Regions from separate parts of the Mus musculus genome. Here regions 2, 3, 4, 5, 6 and 7 are each linked to region 1. The links are chromatin contacts, called in public Hi-C, HiChIP or PLAC-seq and capture Hi-C maps. All regions are on one chromosome and are shown on one strand. Each heading gives the region's core, a stretch centred on a gene start, on an enhancer-like site or on the middle of the called end of the contact. The rest is flanking DNA. Distances are from core to core; before and after follow the strand shown. Region 1 holds the start of Foxf2 (forkhead box F2). Region 2 has its middle 150 kb from the start of Gm40876. Region 3 holds the start of Dusp22 (dual specificity phosphatase 22). Region 4 overlaps Dusp22 (dual specificity phosphatase 22). Region 5 holds the start of Irf4 (interferon regulatory factor 4). Region 6 overlaps Exoc2 (exocyst complex component 2). Region 7 holds the start of Gmds (GDP-mannose 4, 6-dehydratase).

Evidence for each region. A called contact is a pair of places that touch in the nucleus more often than the background predicts. HiChIP or PLAC-seq counts read pairs in DNA pulled down with a chosen protein or histone mark. Capture Hi-C pulls out chosen DNA fragments and counts their contacts.
Region 2: a Hi-C map of pro-B cells shows a contact between it and region 1, with 2.9 times the contacts expected there. The contact joins the enhancer-like site here to the promoter of Foxf2 in region 1. A contact is called at or near these places in 1 of 484 Hi-C or Micro-C datasets (pro-B cells) and 1 of 115 datasets of contacts at active chromatin or transcription factors (large pre-B cells).
Region 3: a capture Hi-C map of embryonic stem cells shows a contact between it and region 1, with 6 times the contacts expected there. The contact joins the promoter of Dusp22 here to the promoter of Foxf2 in region 1. A contact is called at or near these places in 4 of 39 promoter capture datasets (embryonic stem cells, hippocampal neurons and liver), 3 of 484 Hi-C or Micro-C datasets (cerebral cortex and embryonic stem cells), 10 of 115 datasets of contacts at active chromatin or transcription factors (the NIH/3T3 cell line, astrocytes, craniofacial prominence and 6 more) and 1 of 9 other capture datasets (embryonic stem cells).
Region 4: an H3K27ac HiChIP or PLAC-seq map of large pre-B cells shows a contact between it and region 1, with 3 times the contacts expected there. The contact joins the enhancer-like site here to the promoter of Foxf2 in region 1. A contact is called at or near these places in 2 of 39 promoter capture datasets (hippocampal neurons and liver), 1 of 484 Hi-C or Micro-C datasets (cerebral cortex) and 4 of 115 datasets of contacts at active chromatin or transcription factors (craniofacial prominence, embryonic hindbrain, embryonic stem cells and 1 more).
Region 5: a capture Hi-C map of embryonic stem cells shows a contact between it and region 1, with 18 times the contacts expected there. The contact joins the promoter of Irf4 here to the promoter of Foxf2 in region 1. A contact is called at or near these places in 13 of 39 promoter capture datasets (the C10 cell line, cranial neural crest, embryonic stem cells and 7 more), 13 of 484 Hi-C or Micro-C datasets (B cells, LSK cells, embryonic stem cells and 1 more), 12 of 115 datasets of contacts at active chromatin or transcription factors (T-cell acute lymphoblastic leukemia, craniofacial prominence, embryonic forebrain and 4 more) and 1 of 9 other capture datasets (embryonic stem cells).
Region 6: an H3K4me3 HiChIP or PLAC-seq map of bone marrow-derived macrophages shows a contact between it and region 1, with 3 times the contacts expected there. The contact joins the enhancer-like site here to the promoter of Foxf2 in region 1. A contact is called at or near these places in 1 of 39 promoter capture datasets (the C10 cell line), 5 of 115 datasets of contacts at active chromatin or transcription factors (bone marrow-derived macrophages, craniofacial prominence, embryonic midbrain and 2 more) and 3 of 9 other capture datasets (adipose tissue, embryonic stem cells and liver).
Region 7: a contact with region 1 is called in an HNF4G HiChIP or PLAC-seq map of pancreatic cancer cells. The contact joins the promoter of Gmds here to the promoter of Foxf2 in region 1. A contact is called at or near these places in 2 of 39 promoter capture datasets (hippocampal neurons and pre-B cells), 1 of 115 datasets of contacts at active chromatin or transcription factors (pancreatic cancer cells) and 1 of 9 other capture datasets (pancreatic islet).

Annotation. Positions count from the first base shown.
Region 1 is chr13:31,624,544-31,627,111 of GRCm38.p6, reverse strand. Foxf2 (forkhead box F2) reads right to left here and starts at 1,296. Exons shown (of 2, transcript NM_010225.2): 1 at 1-1,296. The coding sequence starts at 1,032.
Region 2 is chr13:32,609,605-32,612,172 of GRCm38.p6, reverse strand. No RefSeq gene overlaps it. Among named protein-coding and RNA genes, the nearest start is that of Gm40876, 150 kb to the right of the region's middle. Within about 2 kb of position 1,277, at least 99 of the 459 cell types and tissues checked have an H3K27ac peak or open chromatin away from gene starts, as enhancers often do. A contact at or near this core is called in pro-B cells, where this site is marked.
Region 3 is chr13:30,658,783-30,661,350 of GRCm38.p6, reverse strand. Dusp22 (dual specificity phosphatase 22) reads right to left here and starts at 1,292. Exons shown (of 7, transcript NM_001037955.4): 1 at 1,205-1,292. The coding sequence starts at 1,225. Gm35158 (a long non-coding RNA gene) reads left to right here and starts at 1,308. Exons shown (of 3, transcript XR_382157.3): 1 at 1,308-1,900.
Region 4 is chr13:30,684,918-30,687,485 of GRCm38.p6, reverse strand. All of the region lies in intron 3 of Dusp22 (dual specificity phosphatase 22), which reads right to left. Among named protein-coding and RNA genes, the nearest start is that of Dusp22, 26 kb to the right of the region's middle. Within about 2 kb of position 1,290, at least 40 of the 459 cell types and tissues checked have an H3K27ac peak or open chromatin away from gene starts, as enhancers often do.
Region 5 is chr13:30,747,952-30,750,519 of GRCm38.p6, reverse strand. Irf4 (interferon regulatory factor 4) reads right to left here and starts at 1,287. Exons shown (of 9, transcript NM_013674.2): 1 at 1,225-1,287.
Region 6 is chr13:30,833,265-30,835,832 of GRCm38.p6, reverse strand. The region is part of intron 23 of Exoc2 (exocyst complex component 2); the gene reads left to right. Among named protein-coding and RNA genes, the nearest start is that of Irf4, 85 kb to the right of the region's middle. Within about 2 kb of position 1,277, at least 87 of the 459 cell types and tissues checked have an H3K27ac peak or open chromatin away from gene starts, as enhancers often do. A contact at or near this core is called in adipose tissue and bone marrow-derived macrophages, where this site is marked.
Region 7 is chr13:32,337,246-32,339,813 of GRCm38.p6, reverse strand. Gmds (GDP-mannose 4, 6-dehydratase) reads left to right here and starts at 1,270. Exons shown (of 11, transcript NM_146041.2): 1 at 1,270-1,432. The coding sequence starts at 1,331.

The sequences.
Region 1 (2,568 bases), core at 47-2,546:
CGAGCTCCAATGTGCCGCAGGGCTAGTGTAGGGCGAGTGACACTCAATGGCGCTTGCCATAGCCGGGGATGAGGGCACAGGGCTGCTGCTGCTGTCCGGCCCATAGTCCCCGCCGCCACCGCCGCCACCCGCTGCCGCACCGACGCCCGCAGGACCTGCGGGCACCGGGCAGCTGGCCATATAGGTGGAGCCCGGGTTGGGCGACATGTGGGGGACGTGGTGGTGGTGGAGGTGGTGTGGATGCGCGTGGCCCGGAGCACCCGCCCCTGTATCATAGCCCGCGGGCATCATGTCGAGGCCACCATAACCGCCTTGACCGTGGCAACCCAGAGGCGCCGACGGGGGCGCTTGGAAGTCGAAGCCCTGGGGCAGCAGCGAGGCCCCGAAGCCCAAGCCGCTCACCACGCGATGGTACATGGGTTTGAGAGCCTGGCACTTCCGCCTGAAGCCGCGCGGCCGGCGGCGGAACGAACCCTCCTCAAACATGAATTCGCTGGCCGGGTCGATGGTCCAGTAGTGGCCCTTACCAGGTCTCCCGAGGCCCTTGGGCAGCTTGATGAAGCACTCGTTGAGCGAGAGGTTGTGGCGCACGGAGTTCTTCCAGCCCTGGTAGGCGCCACGGAAAAAGGGGAAGCGCGCCTGTAGGAACTGGTAGATCTCACTGAGCGTCAGGCGCTTGCTGGGCGAGCTCTGGATGGCCATGACGATGAGCGCGATGTACGAGTAAGGAGGCTTCTCCGGCCGCCGCAGCCCCGAGGTTGCCTTCTTGGTGCCTCCACTCCCGGCGCCCGCGCCGCCGCTGCTAGCCGCACTCTTGCAAGCACCGGCCGAGGCGCTGACGGAGTTAGAAGAGGACGAGGCACAGGAGGCAGAGGATGATGATGACGACGACGAAGTGGACTCCAGGGTGGCGGCGGGTGGCGGGCTCATCAAGGCGGCCTGGAGCGCGCCGGGCGCCGGGCTGCACGCGCGGCGGAGTGGGGCAGGCGGCGGGCGCGGCGGGGGTGGCGGAGGCCCGCCCTCGGTGCTCATCTGGGAATCGGGAACGAGGCCGGGCCTGGGGGGCGGACCCCGGACCGGGATCGGCGGCGCCGGAGCCGGGTCGGTCCACAAATCGGGCGAGTGCCCTACTGCGCCGGCCGCGCTGCAGCCCGGGCCACTGCGGGCCAGCGCTTCGGCGTCGCCTCCCTCAGCTCCTCTGGGGCTTCGGGCGGCGGCGGCGGCGGCGGGTCGGAGGCAACGCCCCGCGCATCCCTCTTCCGAGCCTCCGGCCGGCTCCTTGCGCAACCGTCTCCTAAGCCACTGAGGCGACGCTGCCCAGAGCTGGACAGCTGCGCCCTCGAGCCAAGACCTCAGCCCGGACCCCGGGGACTAGCCCGTCGTCTTCTTTCAGGAGTGCTCTTCTCTCTGTCTCTTGGACTTCCTCCCTGGCGCGCCCTCCCCGCGGCAGCTTCGCTCCCTCCCTCCCTCGCTCCCTCCCTCCACCCCACCCCGCCCTGCCCCCTCCTTGCTCCGCGCCGCCCGCCACGGGGAGGGCGCACAGGGCTCGCGTCACTCCTCCCCCTCTGGACCTGGCGGCGGGCTCCTGCTCTTATCGCCTCCCGGACTCTCCGGGGTCCTGCTGGCACTACTAATTCCTCTCGGGGCTCTTTCCCTTTCCCAGTCTGTCCTCTTCAAAGCCGCAGATACACCCGCATTCAGCAGGGAGAACTCCCAACCTTGGCCAGACTCGATTACTCCTAACTTCAGCAATTCATTCTCTGTTCCTTCCAGCAGCCCGTATCCTATCCCAGAAGTGCCCCCAACCTAGCGATCCGTGCCCGGACACACCCTGCCCCTCCTCCACCCCCGCCGGACCCTGTGGGGGCTGAGTCTTGGGGAGACTGTGCCCTGGAAGAGCTTCCTTAGCCACGGTCCCCAGTGCCCGAACTGACACCATCTGTCAACTTCATTTAGGCAGTGCTGCCCTCAGCCACACGCCAGGGTGCCAGACGTCCCAAGGTAACGTGCCAACTCCGGGTCTCTCTCTCTCTCTCTCTCTCTCTCTCTCTCTCTCTCTCTCTCTCTCTGGCTGGACATGCAGGCTTCTGAGAGGTCACAGCAGAGGGCAAACACTGGACGCCCTTGAGCTGTGCCCGGGGCAGTTATGAACAGATTGTCAGCTGAGCAAGGGGTTTGGGTGGAGAAACCTGGGGCCACCTCTTAGACACTCTTTTGAGTCGAATGGATTCGGTTTTTTATTTGCTTCCATTTTCCACTGACTTGTCATTTCCACTTCATGCTGAGAGAGAGCAAGAGAGACCCTGAGTAAGGAGATAGTTGTATTTATTATCAACAAGGAAGGTCTGCACAGCTGCCAGTGGGTTTACAGCGTCTGTCTTCCGGTGCACCCCCCCCCCACTCCCTATGTTCCGTGGCCCAGCTCCCTCCATTCGAGAACACTCCTCCAGTTGTGGCTTATTCCTCTAAGTAAGAGTCGGCTCAGAGAGAGATGGCCCTCGGGAGAAATCATTCCAATGAGACCCGACAGTTAGTTATTGGATTACACGTGCGGGGAAATGTAGTCTG
Region 2 (2,568 bases), core at 28-2,527, 990 kb before region 1:
CAGGCTGCAGAGGCCAGGGGCTGCCCACCATGTGGGAAGAGTAGGATTCTTCTCACTTGGAAATTGTGAGAAATTCAATTTGAATGTGCACCCTTTTCACCCCTGAGGCAAGCCTGAGGCCACCTGAATCAAAACCAGATGGCTTCTCAGGCCTAAAGATAACAAATAGCAATTCATAGTCCTGTCGGCAGAGGACCACCAGAGCAAGGGCCGGCCAGACATGCAGCTGGCTGGCTTCTAGAACTCTGCCGCGATGCATATTAATGTTCAGTAGATCTGGAGCGGAACCTCAGCCCTCCCACTACCCCCAGTGCCTAAGAACATCCCATCATTGTAAACTGGTTATTTGAGACTGTTCAAGTGAAACACGGAACCCCTGTGTGCAAAGCCCCACTTCCTTTGCCATCTGCCCCATGCAGGGGCCGGTTTGGTTTGGCAGAGCAAGCAGGTGCCCTCCCAGCTCTGAGATCTGAGCTCCATCAGTCAGGAGTCCGCGGTGACCCAAAGTCTTGGGTGGCCGCCTTCACACGCACACTTCCTGTCAGCTGATCCATCTGCCACCCACACACTGTCTTGAGCTCAGAGATTCTTGAAGGAGGGGACAGCCCACTTACAAACCTTGCCTGGAATTACCAGGGCAGCTAAAAAATAAGACTCGGCTTTTTCAAACAAGGGAGGTGAGAATTTCAACATGAAGCCTGGAAAATGCAAGCTTTGGGCTGATCACTGAAATGGGGTCTTATAAACAAAGGATCATAATGTCTAGAAGTTTGTCTCAAAATCATATTTGGAGAGGGAAGAGGGAAATATATAGGGTGTTTTCTCAGAAGCAGGGTTTATTTGGGGACCTAAGCACATGGGCATCACCAAAATAGATCTTTCTTCCTCCTGTGTGTCACACTAGTGACTCAGGAGAGCCCTAAGCAGCCCTGTAAGTCACCAACCATCTCCACTGTGTAAAAACAAAGTCTAGTAAGCCCCAAGGAATGTGGAGGGCTTGGCTTCTTTATCTACTCGAAGTATAAGCCACGCACTTGGGTACTCAAGGCATAAATCATGCACAGATTACATGCCCCGAGTACTTGCAACTGTTTTTCTCACGTTGCCCAAGCTCTGACCTTGATCTCAACATGAAAAGCAACCGTGCAGTTCCTGCTGACTTCAGGGCCAGTGAGTGTTGGGCTGAAGACCTGGTAGGGGCATAGGTGCCAACCCCTTGCAGCCAGAAAACCCTGGCTAGCCCAGCCCCTGAGATTTACTTCCCAAGAGAGAGAAGCGCAGACTGGAGTGGGGCTTTGCTCTCTCTGTCTTTCCTCAGATCAAGGCGGTGCATCACATTGCTTACCCTGATGTGCCAGAAGTGCAGATGTTGCACCACCTGGAATGAGAAGAGAAAGCCTGCATTGTCCCCTCTGCAGACAAGGCTTCCAGAGGACTGTGCCTAATGTCAGGTCTCACCAACATTGAAACAGAACTAAACTAGGCTTCTGCCTCAGATTCATATTGAATCCCTTGCAGGGTTTAAGTCAGCCCCGGAAAGAGAGCTGTCACAGTTGCCACTACCTCCAAAGGACCACGGAGAGGGGTGGTAAGCCTGAGGAGCATACAAGAGGAGGCCCTGTGTTCTGGGAAACAGAAGATGTAGGTGCTTAGTAAGGACTTTCTGGCTCTCTATGGCACCTGGCTCTTGTTTTAGCAAGTATTCTTTCCCAGTGCTCTGTTAGAGCATCCGGTGCATTGTTTCCCTTCTCCTGAGAGCTCTGATGATATGAACTCACATGAGAAGAGCAGACTTATAGAAAGTGCTTATCTATACAGATGGTGGAGCTGGTGAGGAACTTTCTCTTGCCCACACTGTGTCCCTCAGGTGTCGTCATAGCAGACAGCTACCTGATCGGCAACCATGTTTGCTGCCCTAATTATTATTATTATTATTATTATTATTGTTGTTGTTGTTGTTGTTGTTGTTATTTTGTGATGCAGTTAGTGTGACTTTGTCATACCGGAATAACAGCCGTGTGTTAGGAAGTGGATACACATGCAGAGATGCACATATGTACACACACTGCATATACCTGCATATACGCATACACTTCAGGTGCTTACCCATATGGACAAGTTGAAACTATCACTGTATCAGTGAGGAAGGAGAGGAGGTAGATTCTGAAACAATGGCTCCCACAACTCATATTAGGTTTGTTTGCTTGTTTGTTTGTTTCTTTCCGCTGTGGCAAAACACCATGACCAAGGAAACTTACAAATGCTTCACCTGGGCTTACAGTTCTAGAAAGTTAGAGTCCATGACGGCTGGGACACAAACAGCAGACACAGTGGCTGGGACAGCAAACCGAGAGAGCTCGTGTCATGGGCTGCAAGCAGGAAAGAGCAAACTGAGACTAGCAAGAGGCTTTTAAACCTCAAAGCCCACCTCCAGCGAAGGTGGCCCTTCAGCAAGGCCTACACGGACTGAAATAGCACCACCAGCACAACCCAGTATCCAGACACCTGAGCCTATTAGGGAGCAACATTCTCACTCCATTCTCCACCTTCTCACAGACATCCAGTACT
Region 3 (2,568 bases), core at 43-2,542, 970 kb after region 1:
CCTTAGGCAATCAATCACTTGTATACCTAAACCCATTCTTTCAATTAGAATATAAAATACTAGAAACCAAATGCAGAAAGGGACAGTAAACAGTGGCGCCAACTAGAAATGTCAAGGGAAAGCAAGCAGAGTCTGTCAGCCCCAGGCGGACATCTTCAACCGGTCTAATTTTAAAAGCAGAAAGCTCAGAGCGATGACTGATCCCTGTGCTAATGGGAACATAATACAAGCATATATTCATGAGAGGGAGTTTGTTTCAAATTTGATCACTGGCGAAAATAATAATAATAATAATAATAATATAATAATAATAATAAAATAATAAAATCCTAGTCACCAACACACAAAAGTCACAACGCACAAAAACATGGAGACTGTGCAAGGAGCATGCAGGCTTCCATCAAAGACATGTTCGTTCCCTCCTCGGTCTTGGATCTCTGCCTCAATAATCATTCCCATGGAAGTAACTAAACCACTGCAGAGCCCCTCGCCACAAAGCAGAGACAAATGTGAAAGGGTGAAGAAAGAAGGGGAGAAAGCGAGCCACACCGTTAGAACCTATAAACATGATGGATAAAGTAAGTGGAGACAAGATGGGGGGTAACACCAGAAGCTAACCAAACCCAGGACCATTTAAAATACTTGTAGAAGTACTTGTCTTAGTCCTGGGCATCCAGAGCCTTAGTAAGATTTCTCTTTGAACCAGCAAGTTCCTTAACCTTGAGACTGACACAAATAGAACCCGGAGGACTGTCACCGCCAGATCATCCTCAATCTAGGGGGTAGGGGTGAGAAAACCGGCCCAGAAGGTTTGGGCCACCACAGGGGCAAAGAAAGAGTTTCTAGAAGGCCTTGCGGCCACAACAGCCAGCCAACAGGTTGCCCTAAGGAAGCCCCACAACCCAGGGTCAACCAGCTCCAGACACCGAAAGCCATGTCAGTTCTAGGGTTTCCGTGAACTTCCCCCACCAGAGTGGCTTATCTGTGCACGCGCACACAAATCTGGGGAAAAGAGGAAATTACAGAAGCCGCCCATCTGGCCCGGTTCACCAATGCTGTGGGTGGCAGACGTCAAGGGGCCCGGTCTCAGGGGAGGGAGACAGACCAGCTCCAGCATGGGTCCCCCGCTCTCAAAGGGGCACGCTGTGCGGGTCAGGGCTGCGGAGGCTGCAGAAAAGAGGGTGCGGCCGGGACCGGACGTTACCTGGCTCATCCCACTCCCCATGGCCGCGCCGGGCTCGCCGCTCCGCGCTCGCGGGAGGAGACCGGGCGCGCAGCCGGGCGGGCAGGCGGGCGGGGCAGCGGGAGGCGGCGCCAGGGCGGCGCTCGCTGCGCGCTCCACCCGGGACGCGGCATTACTGTCCGGCCGTGCGGACGTCGGGGACAGCGGCCCTCGCCCCCGCGGCCGGACGCCCAGCGCGCACGCGCTCGTGCTCGCGCATGAGCCCCAGCCTACAACCCTGCAGTTTGCGCACGCGCGCCGGGTGGGGGGTGGGGTGGACGGAGGCAGGCGCAGCGGTAGGGGGGTCCCCAAGTCCCTAAAGGCGGTTTCCCCTGGGGCTCCCTGGTGCCAGTTACGGGCAGTGTCTCAGGCCTTGACTCCCCTGTTAGAGGGGCTCCCCTGTCTGGGTTTTCTGAGCCAACAAGGCGGGGGATTCCTGTGGGCCCTGCCCCACCCAACTCAGACCGAGAAGGAGCATGCTCTGGGAAAGGTGGGCTAGGTGACTCACCTCTGCAGAGACGTGACCCTGGTCGAGGAGAGGAACCCAACTGTCTCTAAATGGTCTTTTTCAGGGCAGTGTGTTGCAATGACTACCCCCAGAAAGCCCCCACGTACCTGCACTGCGGTTTTGTCTAGCGTGTGCATGCATTCTAGCATGTGGGCCATCTATCATCCTTGGTAATTTTTTTTTCCCCGAGACATCTGTGTAGCCCTGGCCCTGGCTGTCCTGGAACTCACTTTGTAGACCAGGCTGGCCTCGAACTCAGAAATCCACCTGCCTCTGCCTCCCGAGTGCTGGGATTAAAGGTGTGCACCTGGGATTAAAGGTGTGCACCACCGTGCCTGGCTTATCCTTGGTAAAATTTTAATTTCCTTTATAGGCACTAAGACCTGGGGGTTTGAACATCCCTTTCACTTGGGTAACCCAAGACCCTCAGAAAACACAGATACTTAACATTACTATTTAAAACAGTAGCAAAATTACAGTTATGAAAATAATTACAGTTATGAAAATAATTTTATGGTTGGGGGTCACCAAGTTATGAGTAGCCATATTAAAGAGTCACAGCATTAGGAAGATTGAGAACCACTGAACTAAAGGTTTCTCATTTCCATTTTGTATTCTTGACAACGCCCTACACCCAGTAGATGCCAGTACTTGTTGAATGAAGATAATGCCATGTTTCAAGCCCAATTCTGCTGGCCTTAGATCACCCTCCCCCTTCCTGGAATCAGCCCCAGGGGCTGCTCTGTTTTTTCTTAGACATCCTAGGCTTGATCTTACACAGGGTCCTGTGTTACTGACATCTCAACGCCCAATTCTTTGCATAGCTTTTTTGAGGTCT
Region 4 (2,568 bases), core at 41-2,540, 940 kb after region 1:
CTCCCTGACCCCAGAATGCAGGTGCCTTCGCCCAGCATGCAAGCTTGGGTTGCTTGACCCCAAACTCTTACAGTGATCACTGTTTTCCCATTCTCTCAGCTCTTGCTCCTTGAAAATCAGTCACAAATGTGTTTAAGTGAAGAAAAGGATGCTTCAAGAAGCAAATGCATCTTTCAAAACTCAAACCCATATATCCCAAAGCTGGCTATGGCATATGGAGCTGGCTCTAGAGTCATGGTTTCATGCAGGCACACGCATGCCTTCATCTCAGGAGGCTTTAGCCTCAACTTTCACTGCCTATTGCTAATGGTCTTGGTGAATGTGCTCATAAGAATGAACAACTTAGGTAGCCATTATGATGAGACTTCATGGATCTAGAATGTCTCTGACATTTTTATGAAACAACATCTCACAGAACCTTCCATTTCCTCTGGCTCTTGCAGTCCCCCGACTCCCCCTCTGCTATGGTCCCCGAGCCTCAGGTGCACTTGTGTTGTAGATATATCAGTTAGGGTTGAGTACTTAACTTCTACATGTTTATGGGCCTTGGTCCTCTGTAATGGCCACCATCCATTGCAAAGGCTGTCTAGAGGAGATACGAACATGGATGACTCCAGCAGAAACGATAACAAGGAAAAGAGAAACCTCAGGGGGCATCAACTCCAGACAAAGAACTGCAGGAATGCTGAGAACGGAACAAATAGTTTCTCCAGGGAAAAGCCCTCTAATTGGTTATCCAATGCTATGTGGTCAGACCCAAATCTTATAGATACAAGTAACATTATATAGACTGAACAGGTTACAATGTATATATTAAGGAATATGCATATATTTATGTATATGTATGCATATACATGTATATACACATATACATATCCACACACACACACATATATCTCACAACAATTCTTTTTTTTTTTAATTGGGAGACTTCATTTTTTTTTTTAATTGACGAGAGATCTTCTCTAGGTCACACTTAGGGTATGTTTGGAAAGGAGGGAAATATTGACTCAACTGAGTATTGATCTTAAGGGCTAGCTAAGTCCTTGAAGGTAGGGTTCAGGCTCCCAGAAAGCAGAAGCCAAATTTAGCAAGAGTGTTTGAATTCCATGAGAATGTGAGGAGCTTTCAGAATAGCAAGGGTTCTGGAGCTGGGCAGTTAGGGAGAAGCAAGGCAAGGGTGCTATTCTGCCATATCTCCTCCACACAAGGAGAAGCATCCTTCTGCAATGTGGTCAACTGTGAATGCTGCAGTGGTTGCCATGGTACTGCCTGAGGTTTACAACATGGCAGGTGCAGCTGGAAGGGTGCTTTCCTCTCTCAGCGTAGACACCAGCGTCCTAGGGCCCCCCTTTGATGGGGAGTGCTTTACCACAACCCTCCCCCTTCACTGTGAACACTTTGATGGGCTATTTTTATTTCAACAGCTGTATGCTCTAGCACTGGACACAGATGGAAGCCCCAGAGCAGAAAGCACTGTGGCCACCAAGGAGACAGAGGGTCATCAGGATCTCAGAATGGCCAGTAAGAGCCACTCACTTGTGATATCATTGCTCATTATGGAAGCATGAAGAATAGTTTTTCATCAGAAGAGACAAGAAACATCAGTTTAAAGGGAACAAGAAAACAAAACAAGAGATGTTTAGGATATGCTACTCATACTAGGTTAGCCATGAACCATTTTCTCTTGAGGGTAGAATACCACATGCAGTTGAAGTTCAGCAGCCTTAGTAAGGAACTGCCTTTCCTTGGGATCATGGCGCTGGTTCCTGAGAACAGAAACTTGAACTTAAGTAAATTAGGATGTATTTGTCACATCATACTAGCAAGTTCCTAGGAGTGGAGTCTCAAGGCCTGGGCTTGGTTCTGTCCATGCAAGCTGCTCACCCCAGAAGTGATAAGGAGACAGCTGGTTCTCACCTACAGCCCCCTTCATCCCCCCAACTGGCCATGGTCAGAAGAACCGAGGGCTTAGTGGCTCATCTCATTTTAACTACAAGAAAGTTTGGGGAAAAAAAAAAATTCCAAGCTAGACCTGGTGGTGTAGTTCTGTAATCCCAGCTCCTCGTAAGGCTGAGGCAGGACTGCAAGTTCCAGGCCTGACTGGGCCAGAATGAGTTCAAGAGCAGCATGGACCCTGCCTCAAAACAGAGTCCGAAAAGGCGTTGGAGATTGAATTTAGTGAGCGAGTTCTTGCTTAGTTTGCAGAAATCCCTGAATTAAATCCTTAGTAAGGGGAGGGGAGATCGAGGAAGGGAAAGAGGAAGAGAAAGAAAAGAGAGGGGTTTTATGATAGTGGGAACACTGAGCCCAGCACTGCACTGTGAGCCTCCTACTGTGTGCTTTAACTTTCACCCTGCACTGTTTTCTTTCCCATCAAAAAGGTCAAGAGGTGGCCAACAATTCACCCACTCTGTGATCCAAGGTGGAAATTGAAATCTGCTGTGGTTGTGGTAACAGCTGAAAGGGGACAAGTGATATGTCAATGTACGTCCAGGGGCGGATGTCACCCTCCCTCCGCACACTCGTTTCCAGAACATCCCAGGGGGGCTGGGCCACAGGAAGGGA
Region 5 (2,568 bases), core at 38-2,537, 880 kb after region 1:
TACCTTCGCATCACTTTGGAGGCGGGAGGAAGCCCCGTCCCAAACTCTTGCAGTGCCCACGAGGCCCCGAGTCTCTGAGGCTGCCAAGGTGCTCGGGTGCAGTGCCAGAGTCTCCGAAGTCCCCCAAGAGAAGGTACTTTGACGAAGGTATAGAGAGCATCCCTTGGCGCGCACCATCCTCCTCCTCCTCCTCCTCCTCCTCCTTTTTTTTTTGCCTGTCTGTTCTTTCTTTTATTAAAAAAATTAGGTAATTTCTTCATTTACATTTACATTAACACGCTCCGTTGAAAGCTCCTAGCTACACAGCTTCTCTGCAGATCCCAAGTCTTGCGCCACGCTGGGGCGCTCACTTTGCTCACTCGTCCCTCTGTGCTGGATCCAAGTAGCTTTCATCCCACTTTTCCCTCACTGTTTCTACACTTGCCCCTTCCTGGGTTTAGGTTGCCCTGGCTGCCCCAGGCGAAAAGGACCTGGCACATGGACTAGCCCTTGTCCAGGTCCTGTGTCCCTGCCATGCAGGTTTGCGGTACCTAGCTTACTCTCTTGACTTTCTTCTATGACACCCTTACTTTGTCCTCGGAATAACCCCAGGCCTACCCAACCAGAGACCATCACGTGGGTCCTGGAAGCAACAAGTGGAAGTCTGGTTATGGGGCAAGCAGCGCAGCCAAGAAACAGGAGATTCCAACCTGCAGAATGTCAGCGTGAACCCTGGCAGGAATGAAGCCGAGGCTGGGAATAAGGGGTGCTGCGGACAGCAACACTAGCACTCTTGCCAGAGAAGTGAAGAAGGGGCATGCGGGGAAAGGGGCTCTGAGCACCCTAAGTTTGGAGCTCTCAGCTCTTCTTGGCTGCCCGGCCTAGGAATCACGCTCTGGAGCCCTAGATGAGTTTGGGTCCTTTAGGAACCAGGGCTGGAAAGGAGCTTTCCACTGGAGCAGAGAGAGTCAGAGGCTGTCCCTCTGAGGACAAGCTGTGGCCAGTGCGATCCTTTGATGACACCACAGTCCCATTAGCTCGTCCCGCCCAGCCCGTGGGGGATGTTCTGGAACTCCCACCCAAACAGCTTCATACAAAACCCGAAGTGCACAGGTCCTAGGGCAGCGTAGATGAGCGGAGCCTGGGTCCGCTATCTCAGCATTCTCCCTCAGGCTCAGAGATGGAAGCCAGGCTTCCTCTGCCACCAGCCTCACACTCCTCCTTCTGCCCGACTACAGGCCTTACCTCACCCGCACTCTTAGCTGAGGGCAGCAAAGGGTCCCAAGTTCAAGTGGTGAAACTAGGAAAGTGAGGTGAGAAAGAGGAACTTTATAGAGCCGGAGGCGGAGTGCAGGGCGGGCGCTTCGGCCCCGCCTTGAGAGGGCGTGGCTTGCCCATACCCAGGACCGCCCCCCACCTCTGCCTTGTGCCTGGGTGTCCCGCAGGAACAGGAGCTTCGGACTAGAGCCCACCGGGTCAAGGGCTGTCCCACTTCAGACAAACCCTGGCTTTCTTCAGCTCCTCCTGTGGAGGGGGCTGGGGACTCTGATGTACTCAGAAATCCTCAACCGGATGGGACAAGTCGGTATGGCCCGTTCCTGTGAAGGTGGAGGCATGCAAAGGGGATACTGGAATCTGCACTGAGCATAGCTGATAACTACTAACTGCTCATGGCCAGGTTGGGAAGTGATGGAGAGTCTGGAGCACAGGGAACTTGGTTCTCACAGCATGTGACAGAAGAGATAGACTGAGAGAGGTCGGGAGCATCCTTGGGCAAAGCGGAGTCTTGTCTCTCTGAGCGTTTAGAGAATATCACGCTCACTAAAAAGAAAAATAGAAAGGCAAGTTTATAAGCCGTGGCCCAAATACTGTGTTTGAAACGCTTATACATGTTGGGTGAATGAAACCGACGAATTGAGATGACTCAGACAAGCACAGTCCCCAAAGTTTCAATCATGGCAACATAAAAGAGATGGGGGATCCCTGAGTACTCAGGTAGTTAGCGCGCTTCCGGATGTCAATTCACCTTAAAATGATAATTTTAACCTCAGCCTCGTGGGAGGCAGTTGCCGGTGAGGTACCAATGCCCCAAATAGAACAGCTAGGCTGACTGAAGGTTTTACTTTATTTTCGTGTTTTCTTTGACCTTCATATGTAAACTCCATGAGCTTTTGCCGCTGACTTTCTCCAGCTCAGCTTGGATGCCTGGAGCTTATATGTTATCTTGGTGTTTTCAGGTAAGCAAGCAGACTACCAGTTTCTGTATCATTTTAGATTACCACCACCACAGGTCAACTTGGAGCGTTTGTAAAGATTTGACAACTTTTTCATTTCACATGTTTCTCAGTTTTTCTTTTAATCTTCCATCCTGGGTTCTGGACTTTAGGAGAAACATCTGATTTTGGCCACAGGAAAACTGGTGCAGAGATGCCCACCGGCATGTTTTTTTTTCCTAACATCAACAGGCTTTCTCAGAAATTAACAGGATGCCATGTCGTTCTTTCACCCCAATTAGTTTTCCATTGTCAGAGCCCTGGTAGTAAACAACAGAGTTTCGTTCAAAGAAAATTTTGGTCACACCCATTTTCC
Region 6 (2,568 bases), core at 28-2,527, 790 kb after region 1:
GAAATAGCCACTTGAATCCACATGTGTGAAGGAAGATTGCATCGTAAAGAGTCAGAAACAGAATCCCGTGTATGAAATGAGGAGCTGAGCCCTCCTCTATCCTCTTGCTCCCCTTGGATTGTGTGTCTTGTCCTCAGAACCATCTCCGAAAGCTGTTATCGAAGCTCTACAAATAAAGGCTCAGGCAGGTAGACAGCCCCTGGGGAGCCAGAGGCTCACTCAGATCCACCACCCTGCCCTTTCTACGTAACCTCTGTCTTCTGCCATTGGATCCACCAGTGCAGAAGCAGCACTTTGTGTCTTTAATACTCTCAGCAGATTAGTGGCTTGTGCAAAAACATAGGACTCTAGAGACAGACACTTGTACCTGGATTCTTACTGTGGAAATGGGGCTTGACTAATTCACAACTGTTGACTTCTAGTTTTCACATGACCAAACTTTTTAATATCTAGATTGATCCTTTGATTTAATGACTAAAGTTACAACAGTGGGCCACTCCTTCATATGAAAGATTAGTCTATGGAGCTGGATGTTGAGGATGAGGCTCACACCCAGTTCTTTCTCTGCCCCACAGTTGGTTCCAGTGCTGGGGCACCTCACTACAGCTCACTGCTCTCATAAGCCCGAGAGCAGCTCTGCACCTTCTGCACACGGGTGCCAGGCCATGGGCGGGCTCCTCACATGGGCGGGCTCCTCACATGGGTGGGCTCCTCACATGGGTGGGCTCCTCACATGGGCGGGCTCCTCACATGGGCGGGCTCCTCACATGGGCGGGCTCCTCACATGGGCATGCTCCTCACATGGGCATGCTCCTCACATGGGCATGCTCCTCACATGGGCATGCTCCTCACAGCTGACGTGTTTTCCAGAGTCCACAGCTCAGTAGCCTGCTACCCAGCAGTGCTTCCAGCCCAAGCGTCAGGTTTCAATCTTACAATCTTACTGAAATAATATTTTCTTTAAACTGGCCTCCTTGAGATTTTGAAAATTGAACAGTTCCTATTTATGCAATATTATGTTCAGAGTGGTAGTTTACAGTGTGAATAAAAACTCTCATTTGCATGGAGAGAGTGAATCTTTTTTGTTGTTACTTTCACTTTTCCAGTTAAGACTGCTTTCTAATGAAAGGCTTGATGAGGGGATGAGAGAGGGGTGTGTGTGAGTGTGTGTGTGTGTTGGTGTGTTAATGTTGTGTGTGTGTGTAGTTAGTTGAGACAGAGTAGTTTTAATGTGTCAGTTCGTGTTAATTCTGTCTCCTTTGAAGGCTGAAGTTCAGGATGTCAGGGTTATGAGGAACTGGCTGACTCGTGCGCTAATGCTGCAGACTGTTCTGTGACATGCGCTGTTGATGTGATCCATGGTTCCTGTAACACATCACGTAAACTGCTGAGGAGAGGCTGGGGACTTGCGTCCCCCTTGCCTATTTCTAAGTCTTGAAAGCTGTTTTTCTAAACAGCTTTTAATAATAAGGCAGTTTATTGATACTAAGTTCCACTGAATTTTATTTATATGTATATAAAAGTAAACCATGAACTCATTAGTATTTTCATTGCTGGTAATACTTTGTTTTCTAAAGAGTAGAGTTTTCCTATGAAATCCACCATAGTGATCAGTAGGACCACATTTTGATACAGGAAAAGTCCTGGTATAGAAAACAGCACTATAGAGGCAGAAGTTATTATTCACACACTCACAGTAGGGCCACCTTGCCCCTGAGGATACAAGTCAGTATGGGAATGTACACCAAAACAGGGAGACCTGTACTTCCAACAGAAATTTGCTTTCTCCATTACAACAAAAGCTAATTGTATTATGTGATATTTAGGCTTCTTTGTCTGTTATGCCAATACTGATAAAGTTTCTGACTATCTTTAAAAAAAAAAAAAAAAAACAGGCAGTATGTGTCTTTAGAGTATAGTTGAATAGATAGTTTACTTAAAAAGAAAAAAAAAAAAAAAAAACAGCCCAGGCTTCTTTCATGTAATGTTTCAGTTTGACAATTTTAAAAAGTACATTGTGGGATATTTATAGTATTTTTCGATCTATTTTTGTCAGTAGACTAGGAGTGCTAACTGATTTAGGGCACAGGGGTTAAAAACAGGAAATGTGGTGTACGAAGTAGGTTGTCTCCAGACTTTCCAATTTCTTGAAGTATTACCTACCGGGGAGTGCCGGGTTTCAAAACAACACTAGCAGAGAACTTTGAGTTTGTCCATAGAGAAGCAATGTCTGTTGTGCCAGGAAGTGGTTCACGGGAAGGAAGGTCTGCATTCTTGGTATGGCTTCACATGGTACGGCATGCTTTCTGTAACTCCTTTTGAGACTCCAGACAGGCAGAGGAGTGAAAGGCTTGGCTTCGTCCACCTTTACATTTTGCTTAAAATGCTACTTGATTTTTTTTTCAATGAAAAGTTTTGTCAAATTGCTGTTTAAAAGTTTTCAATGAACTGTTGAGTTGGGACATGTTGTAGCACCAGGCAACCCATGGTTAAAATGCATGGAGAAGCAAGACCTCTGTTTCCTGTGGCCTTTTGAATGACAGCTTGGCAGAATCTACCAAGACTGAA
Region 7 (2,568 bases), core at 21-2,520, 710 kb before region 1:
TGATAGAAGGTGTCAGACCTACAGAACAAATGGGACATATCTCTCCTAAGTATTCATTTTTTTCTATTTATCCTTACATTACAACATATTTACATAAAACTAAATCAATAGTTAAAGATCATCTAGATTTTAGACATTTCTTGCCTTAAGGAATATATTTCCCCAACTTCTAGGTCTCATTTTCCATATAGAATGCGCTAGAGGAAAGGTAAAAATATTAAACCAGACAAGCCTATGTATAAAGTTTGGAATGTTTCCGAGGAGTTTGGGCACTCTGGTTTTGGAACTACAGGTTTGTATCATATCTAGCAGGTTCTATTGGGCCCTGTCCTAGTAGCTCAGTTTGCAAAGGGAAAGACGGTTTGAGGATGTTTATTGGAGAGATAAGCTGGACAGTATGTGTGTACGTGTGTATGTGTGTGTGTTTCTTCCCTACACCCTTGTCCCTATGTCTGAGTCCTTTGTCAGCCTTTCTCAGTCAGTGAATCTGTCAGTGTGCATGCACTAAATAGAAACAAGTTCAAAAGACACTGCAACAACCCCACCTCATGAAATTTGTACAGGTTTTACTGACCTGTGGATTTTTGTCAATTGTTTCCTTATGCAGGATGGGGGCGGGGCCAGAAACTTCCAGCCCTCGAAGTAAATACTGTTCCTTGAACGGAATTACCGGGAACCCCCAAACTAGTCCAAACATTAGCAAACTGCTAATGTTCACAGAAGATTCACAGGTTAGAGTAGCCTTGAAACTCTAGTGCCTTCGAGAAATGTTAAAACTGACCTGCTCACAAAGACAATGAAGCAGATTTCTAGAAATTTAATAAGGTCGATGACTCCAGCCTTGGATACCTAGATTTGGATTTCAGAGCTCTTTCCTACCGAGAAGGTCAGCTCGTCATTCCTCCTGGCATCATGGGGCGATATGAGGATTCCCGGAGACCGAGGCCCATGCAGGCCATATCCTCTACTCTGACCGCAGACTTACATCCTTCCTCTTCCAGGGGCCCGGCGCCCTCAGGCCCCGCCCCCAGAGAGGCGTGGCTCAGCGCGGAGACCCCGGCAGGGGCGGAGCTGTCGGGGGCGCTGCTGACGCGTCGCTGCTTGGGCGAGTGACGCGGCGCCAGCCAGGCCTCAGCCCGGCTCGCGCCGCCCGCCCCGACTAAGCTGGCCCGCCCCTCGCTCCACGCCCGGCCTCCCGCGCGCCCTGTCAGACCGTGGCGGCCGCTGCAGCTCCGTGAAACGACTGGCGCGCGCACCCTGGTCCCTGCCGGCCCGCGGCTCGTTCCACTCCGCCTTCCTCTCGGCCGCACGCTCACCCGCCTGAGGCGACATGGCTCAAGCTCCCGCTAAGTGCCCGAGCTACCCGGGCTCCGGGGATGGCGAGATGGGCAAGCTCAGGAAGGTGGCTCTCATCACTGGCATCACCGGACAGGTGAGTGCGGGGCGGGGACGAGCGGCCTGTAGCCCGGGGGCACGTGGGCCGCCTCCCCGCGCAGGGCCGCTGTGCCACCGGGAACTGCGCTCCACGAGTCCCGGAAGGTGTGAGCGGCTGCGGGATGGGACAGCTTCAGCCCCAGCAGCATGGCTCTCTGATCCTTCTGGGGGTGTGAGCTGGTGGTGCTAAGCAACCGGACCACTCTGCTCCACCTGTCCCCTGGGTGACTGTAGTTTCTTTCCTGGAGCCCAAGTGAGCTCTTGGAAGGAATTTCGTACTTTGTAGATCCTGGTGCAGGGAAGGAAAGGGGCGAGGAATATGTCAGTATGTGGAGTCCCAAAGTGAGACCGACTTTTCTAATTCCAAAGGCATGAACTCCTTGGGTGAGGTAATTAGGCTGTGCTGTCTTGAATGTTGGGACCCCATGGCCTATGCTAGGCATGACTAATTTATGACAGTCATCTCATAGAGGTATGGCAACAGATAAGGCTAACCACTGCCTTGTCAAGTTGTGTAGAGTGAGATTCAGGGGTGTTGAAGTAATGTCCTTGTTACTTGCTGTAGGGCATCTGTTTTCTGTGTATCCCAGGACATCTGATGGTGGTCAATGCTAAAGCGAAGATGGTAAAGATGATAATAAAGCTAATATGGCCCACACCAGCATACTTACCATATCGGAGTTACTTGGTTAATACTGACTAGTTAGCTTCCATACAACAAAGTCCTTATTTCCAGTTTAAGATTGAGGAAAATGAGTTTGAATTACCTGAAGCCCAACAGGTAGGAAGTGTATTGTTGGGGTTGGAAGTGGTCTTAAAGTTCTCTCGTTTTACCAAAGAGCAGATACACAGTTCCCAGACATTAGACTATTTCAGTTACTAGCTACTGATCATTCTTTCAGTTATCATTGCATCTTGTTTAAGGTACTTTCGATAAATAAACGTTTACCAACTAGTAAGATAGAAGAGGTAGGAAAAGGGTCCAGGGTTGAGGATAAAAACGTCAAGTCAGGGACTCCTCAGGGGTGCTCTACCATAGAACTGTGCACCCCCCCCCATGTCACCTCTCTTTTCTAATGCTAGAGATCTTTCAGATGGTTCTCTTTTCCCAAGTTTTCAGACTGGTTCTTAAGC